Regions from separate parts of the Rattus norvegicus genome. Here region 1 is linked to region 2. A link is a contact called in public Hi-C data. All regions are on one chromosome and are shown on one strand. Each heading gives the region's core, a stretch centred on a gene start, on an enhancer-like site or on the middle of the called end of the contact. The rest is flanking DNA. Distances are from core to core; before and after follow the strand shown. Region 1 has its middle 6.1 kb from the start of Rab29. Region 2 overlaps Slc26a9 (solute carrier family 26 member 9).

What was found. A called contact is a pair of places that touch in the nucleus more often than the background predicts.
Region 1: a Hi-C map of kidney shows a contact between it and region 2, with 2.3 times the contacts expected there. The contact joins two enhancer-like sites. A contact is called at or near these places in 4 of 12 Hi-C or Micro-C datasets (Schwann cells, kidney and psoas muscle).

The regions. Positions count from the first base shown.
Region 1 is chr13:45,852,396-45,855,574 of GRCr8, reverse strand. No RefSeq gene overlaps it. Among named protein-coding and RNA genes, the nearest start is that of Rab29, 6.1 kb to the left of the region's middle. Within about 2 kb of position 1,929, at least 1 of the 93 cell types and tissues checked has an H3K27ac peak or open chromatin away from gene starts, as enhancers often do. A contact at or near this core is called in kidney, where this site is marked.
Region 2 is chr13:45,755,685-45,758,674 of GRCr8, reverse strand. Slc26a9 (solute carrier family 26 member 9) reads right to left here. Exons shown (of 21, transcript NM_001107172.1): 21 at 2,133-2,990. Among named protein-coding and RNA genes, the nearest start is that of Slc26a9, 27 kb to the right of the region's middle. Within about 2 kb of position 1,679, at least 21 of the 93 cell types and tissues checked have an H3K27ac peak or open chromatin away from gene starts, as enhancers often do. A contact at or near this core is called in kidney, where this site is marked.

The DNA.
Region 1 (3,179 bases), core at 680-3,179, 97 kb before region 2:
TGGCACAGCCTGGAGTCATCTGAGAGGTGGGCAGTGAGGATTTATCTGGAGAGGGCTTGTCTGTGGAGGACTGTCTTGCTAATGGTATAGGAGGACCCAGCACAAGAACTACGTGGTTCCTGGGCAGATGGATCTGGATGTAAGGGTAGCTAAGCCTCAGTCTGGGGGACTTATAAAGCAGTGTCTCTCCACAGTTTCTGCTGTCTTTCTGTCACCGGTAATGGCCAGTGGTACAGTATGCAGTTCTGCTCTCAGGTTCTTGCCTTGACTGTAAAGTGAAATAAGCCCTTTCCTCCCCCAAGTTGCTTTCGATCAGAGTATTTTTATCACAGCGACGGAGTAAAACTCAAACAGCCAGCTCAGAATATGACAAAATCGATGTTGTGATTCTTTCGAGCAGAAATCACTTTAGGATCCTGGACTACAGGAAGCGCCATTTGGTGCAGCTTTTTCTGTATGCGTGCAGTAGTCTTCCTGGAGGACTCTTTCACGAGTCAAGGCTAAAAAGTACCCTTGATCACTAGAGACTGGCCACTAGGGTGGTTTGAGCTTCAATAAACACCTTCTGAAGTACCTTACTTTTTCTTAGCTTTTCCTCCCTCCATAAAACACCTCTGGATTTTAGCACCATTGCCTAGAATACCCACTCATTCAATTGCCCCTCCCCAAATGGGTATTGCCCTTTGCCTAAGATGAGTACCATCTCTCGTTCTCCTCAGTTCTTTGGTCCTGCCTTTCTTCTTCATGTAAATTGCTATGCTTTGATTTTTGTTAATCAGCCTGTATGTAAACTCTAGCGGCACAACTGGCTAACAGAACTTACATAGAGCCAGGGTTGGGAGCGCAGATGTCCCACACGGGAGCACCCCAGTGAACCGCTCTCCGGGACCCGAGGGCTTGCATTTTGTTTATTTTCTCTTTAATTCATCCCGGAGAGACTTCTCTAAAACTTTATTGTTTCTTCATTGTCAACTGACTGTCTTTCCCAAACTGACCAACCGTCCCAGAAGTATTCATAGTTTTCTACGCACATGTTTCATCCTCTTAACCGAATTACCAACTTTATCTTGCCCGGTCTTAAGTGGGAATTGCCCTCCTCCCCAAATACGAGGTCTTATACATTTTTTAATTTTTCTAATTTAAAAATTTTTTGACAGTGCCCTGTTATGTGGATAAATTGGAATTCGCAGCAATCTTATGCCTCAGCCTCCAAGTGCTGAGTTTAGCTACCCAGCATAATCCACTCCATATTCTCACACCCCGAACCCCCACCTCATCCGCCCCTTCGGGGTCTCCCTGTCCAGGTCAGTCTGTTGGACTAACTCTCGTGCCTGCTGTATAATAGATGAGGCCTCAACCACTAACTCATACCCCAGTCAGCTTCAAAAGCCCAGTTCCGATTCTGACTTTGTCTGTCTACCTAGGAAGTTTCACCCATTGAAATATTCTTCACGTTTCCTCTACACAACTACATCTTCCTGCACTTTGAAAGTCTCAAACTGACTGTGCCAGCAGTAGCACAGGCCTTTAATCCCAGCTCTGTAGACAGAGGCAGGAGCGTCTCTGCGTTTGAGGCCAGCCTGGTCTACAGAGTGAGTTCCAGGACAGCCAGGGCGAGGCAGAAAAACCGGATCTTGAACTGCTTTCCCTGCCTGCACCTCCCCTCCCCCCAGTAAAAGGAGCGTTTCAAACTTTAGCATGCTTAAGGATCCTCTAAGGTTTTTGGTAAGAAGGGCTCTGATAGTATTTGTGTAAGTACTTCTGTGTACGTATTTGTGATTCTCAGAGCAGGTTCTAAACTGAGGAAGCCGCTGAGGGCCTGATTGAAGAATCAGCACATCATAAATTGTCCCTTGTTAGTGCTGCCAACCTTTCTACTTAGGTCTTCTTCCACTCTGTTGCTGTTCTGTTTGACTTTTGGTTACATAACTATGTAACAGCTGGGGTTTAGAAACGACTCAGCCGTTAAGGGCACCTGGCATCTGTGCCAGACGACCCAGGTTTAAGTTCCAACACCTGCATGGCGGCTCAAACCCATCTGGTGACGCAATCATCTGTAACTCCACAATGACTTCTTGGGCTGCTGTATGCAGGTAGTGCACTTATGTGCAGGAAAAACAGCCATACACATAAAAATAATGCATTCAAGAATATATATTTTTGGCATTATGTGACAGTTTATAATTATTTGACTTACAAGTGACCAGCATGTTGCAAAGCAAATGAGCACTTCAAGGGTTTGTGTTTGGCCCGGGCTTCTGGGAGAAGAACTAGTAGATTAATAATAATAAAGGTGTGTGTGTGGGGGGTCAAGTCTTTTTTTTTTTTTTTCTTTTTTTTTTTTTTTTTTTCAGAGCTGGGGACCGAACCCAGGGCCTTGCGCTTGCTAGGCAAGCACTCTACTACTGAGCTAAATCCCCAACCCCCATGGGGGTCAAGTCTTCAGAGGGAAAATATACAAGTCTGTTGCTCTCCAAAGTCACAGGGTTTCTGCCAAAGGAGGAATCATAGGCCAGGCCTGACAGCTCAGCTGTAACCTCAGCACCTTAGGAGGCAAAGGTAGGAGAATTAGAAGTCAAAAGTTCAGGGCTGGAAAGATGGCTTCATAGTTAAGAGCACAGCCCACCTTGAAGAGGACCTAGGTTCAGTTCCCAGCACCCACCTGGCAGGCTACAAACTTACTACTGTAACTCTAGTTCAAGGGATTCAACGACCTCTCCTGATCGGATTGGGTGTTTTCAGGGTGGTTTGCCTATAGACACTGACAGCCTCTTCTGTCCCCCGCTGGCACCAGACACACAACTGGCACACATACACTCATGTAGGCAAAGCACTCCCATGAATAAAATGTTATTAAAAAGTCAGAAGTTCAAACTTTAAAGTCAATAATGAAAAGGAAAGAAACATAATCTTACTCCTTTAATGGAGTCTTCCTTTCTTATTAAACCATCACTCTGATTGTAGTTTCCCAGGGAGAGAGTTGTAAAGATGAGACAGGAAATCTGGAAACTTGCATTGTGTGTACAGTTTTGGAACAGAGTTTGGAAGCCAAGGACAGTGGTCACCTTTGCACGGTCACCATCACTCTTCTGATAGATGTCTGCATTCCTCATTTCTCACTTTCTGCTTTTCATCTTTTACTCTGAAATATTTTTGACCTTGCCAAAGAGAACAATTCA
Region 2 (2,990 bases), core at 430-2,929:
CAGGTCTGCATAGTTCACATCACCACCCGCACCCATGTCTTCCTTATTCCTACCAGGATGACCCATTAAGCCTCACTTAAAGCATTCCACTGCTTTCCAAACCCAAAGTTCCCAAATCCACATTCCTAAACAAAAACATGATCAGGCCTATCACACCAAAACCTCGCTCCCTGGTACCAACTTCTGTCTTAGTTAGGGTTTTATTGCTATGAAGAGACACCATGACCCAGGCAACTCTTATATTGGGACAACACTTAATTGGGGCTGGCTTACACTTGTTCAGAGGTTCAGCCCATTATCATCATGGTGGGAAGCATGGCAGTATCCAGGCAGGCATGGTGCTGGAGGAGCCGAGAGTTCTACATCCTGTTTTGAAGACAAACAGGAAGAGATTGTCTCCCACATGGCTAGGAGAAGGGTCTCGAAGCCCACACTGACAGTGACATACTTCCTAGTGCCACTCCCTGGGCCAAGCGTATTCAAACCACCACATTTTCTAATAAACCTTTCATAGATGTAGAAGAGTTGATGGGAGGGTCTGCAGAAGATATGAGGAGAGTTTGACTCTCCCCCCCACCCCCTCTGTGTTTTGAGATAGTGTCTCCTGTCAGATTCTTTATATAGCCAAGGATGGCCTAGAACTCTTGATCCTCCTGCTTCTATCTCCCAAGTTCTGGGATTATAGGTGTGCACCACTACCCCAAACTGTTAAACTTCCTTCCTAGTTACAGAAGCACAGAATTGGCTCTCCAAAGTGGCATTCAGAATTGACTCTCCAAAGCGGGGCTGACTAAGTGGGCCCTCAGCTCAATCTTCTCTCTCCAATCTGCCCTTAGCCTGGCTCATCAAAATGTATTCATTGCAAGGAAAAAAAATATCTGCAGTCATGCTGGGAGACTCATGAGGAAACCTCACACCTCAGTCTCCTCTCAGGGTGACACAGAGCAAAAGCCCATTGTCTGGAGGGATCTTCTTGGCACTCCTCAAAACCTCTTCATCACACACACACACATTCACATTTCAAGACCACTTTATTACCAAAACAAACAAAGGAGACTGGCATTTAAATAAATTATACAAATATCTCAAGAGGTAAGGTTTGCAGCCTTCCCAGGGAATCTCTGTTATAGGACAGTGTCTGTAAGGACATGCACAGGTGGTGAAAATCTGGATTTCTCTCTTCCCTCACACCCTCCCTTCCTGCTTCAGACATATCCAGGGCAGAGTCTTGTGTGGTGTTTATGTTCTTCCCCAAGAGTTGCAACTGTAGAGGTTTTCTTCAGCACCCTTTTTGGCACCCCTGCACCCTCTATTTCTAACCATACCTTCACCCTGGGTTCTGTGAGTGTGTATAGACTCGACATGTTGCAGATCCACACCCCCAAGCTCCAAACTGTGAGCCCGAAGTTCCTTTCAGTCCCAGGCCTGGTCTGCAGGTTAATGGGATCTAGATACTTGGTTTAAAGGGGATTTATAATGTCCTGAGGCTCTGTGACCTTCTCTCTGCTTCCTGGACTTTGGAAGAGGTGGAGTAGGGGAGGGTAGATTGTCATTGGCTGGGGTTCTCTTCCTCCTGGAATTTGGCACTTTTGAGTGCAGGGCACAGTGAATCCCAGATAACATTGTCTTTCCTCCTTCCAAGTTTTGGGCTCCCTTGGCAGCCAGACGGCATAATGAATTCACTGAGAAGGAGCAGCTGTGGCCAAGAATGTGTTGGCTCCTTGTCAGAGCCCTGTGCTTTAACTCTATGAAGACCAGCTCACCAGCTTACCTAACACACAGACACATAACGAAGATCAGGCTGGAGTTAATAATTGGGTTATTTTCCCCGGGTTGGGCCAGCCCAACCCATTGGCACAGGGGTCATTGCATTGAAGAAACTTGGAGAACAAAGAGGAGAGGCCAGATTTTCTGTGTACTTTCATGGTAGCTTTTTATAAGGTTGTGTGTATGTGTATGTATATGTGTTTGTGTGTGTGTGTGTGTGTGTGTGTGTGTGTGTGTGTGTGTGTGGAGAGAGAGAGAGAGAGAGAGAGAGAGAGAAGACCTATTTACTTTTAAGTCAACAGTAGGATATCTCTAAATATCTCTCCGTTTACCTGAGAATTTAACTCCTACTGTCCCTTTTCCTAGAGTAAAAGGGTCAGGAGATTGTTAAGAATTCCATGTAGAGGGATATCCAGTCGGGAATAGTCTTTCACATCTATACCCAGTAGGGCTTTGAAGTTGGTACCTCAGGAGTTCACAGCTCTGGGGTACAGGCTGATAAGGGAGGGTTCAAATGACCAGCCCTTTCCAAGTGAAAATGGACATGGCAGATTTCCCAAGCGGAGGCAATATGGGCTCTGAGGTCAGGTGGACGGTCAGGGCCTAGGACCCACCAGTTTGCCTGGAGTTTACATTAGCAACCTATTACTCCTTCCATGTGTCCAGTAAAGAGGGTTTCTTAGAAGATTTTGTGCAGAATAGCTGCTGTTGTATCCAAGGATTCTGCCAATCTGTTCCCCAGAATGGGGCAGCCTCCAGGTGGGGAAGATTCAGAAGGTGAAGTCAGCCCCCTGGTGGGCTGTCCTTGGAGAGGTAGTGCTGGTAATCTTGAGGGTTCTACTCACTGCCCAACCCAGAGTCTGAAGTGTGGACAGCAGTGGAGGCCTGGGCAGTCTTAGGGCAATGAGAGAGAAATGGGCACAAAGACAGAGACTCCTGGATTGTCGGCAGTACCGTGTCTTTGAGGCACAAAGCTAACAGCTAGGAGGGACAAAGTTTCAACATTCTAACCCCACTCATCCCTGTGACCCACGATAGCCTGAAACCTTCTGAGGCCAAATCAATCAGGACACAGACCTGCATCCCAGCTCAGCACAGTGGCTCTCATCATTCTGTTCTTAGCTCACTCTTAAGGCTGGAAGTCAAGGTGTCCATCAGCTGCCATGGGTGGGGCTTGTGCAGATGGGTGTGGCTTGTGTAGATGGGTGGAATGAGCTTATTGC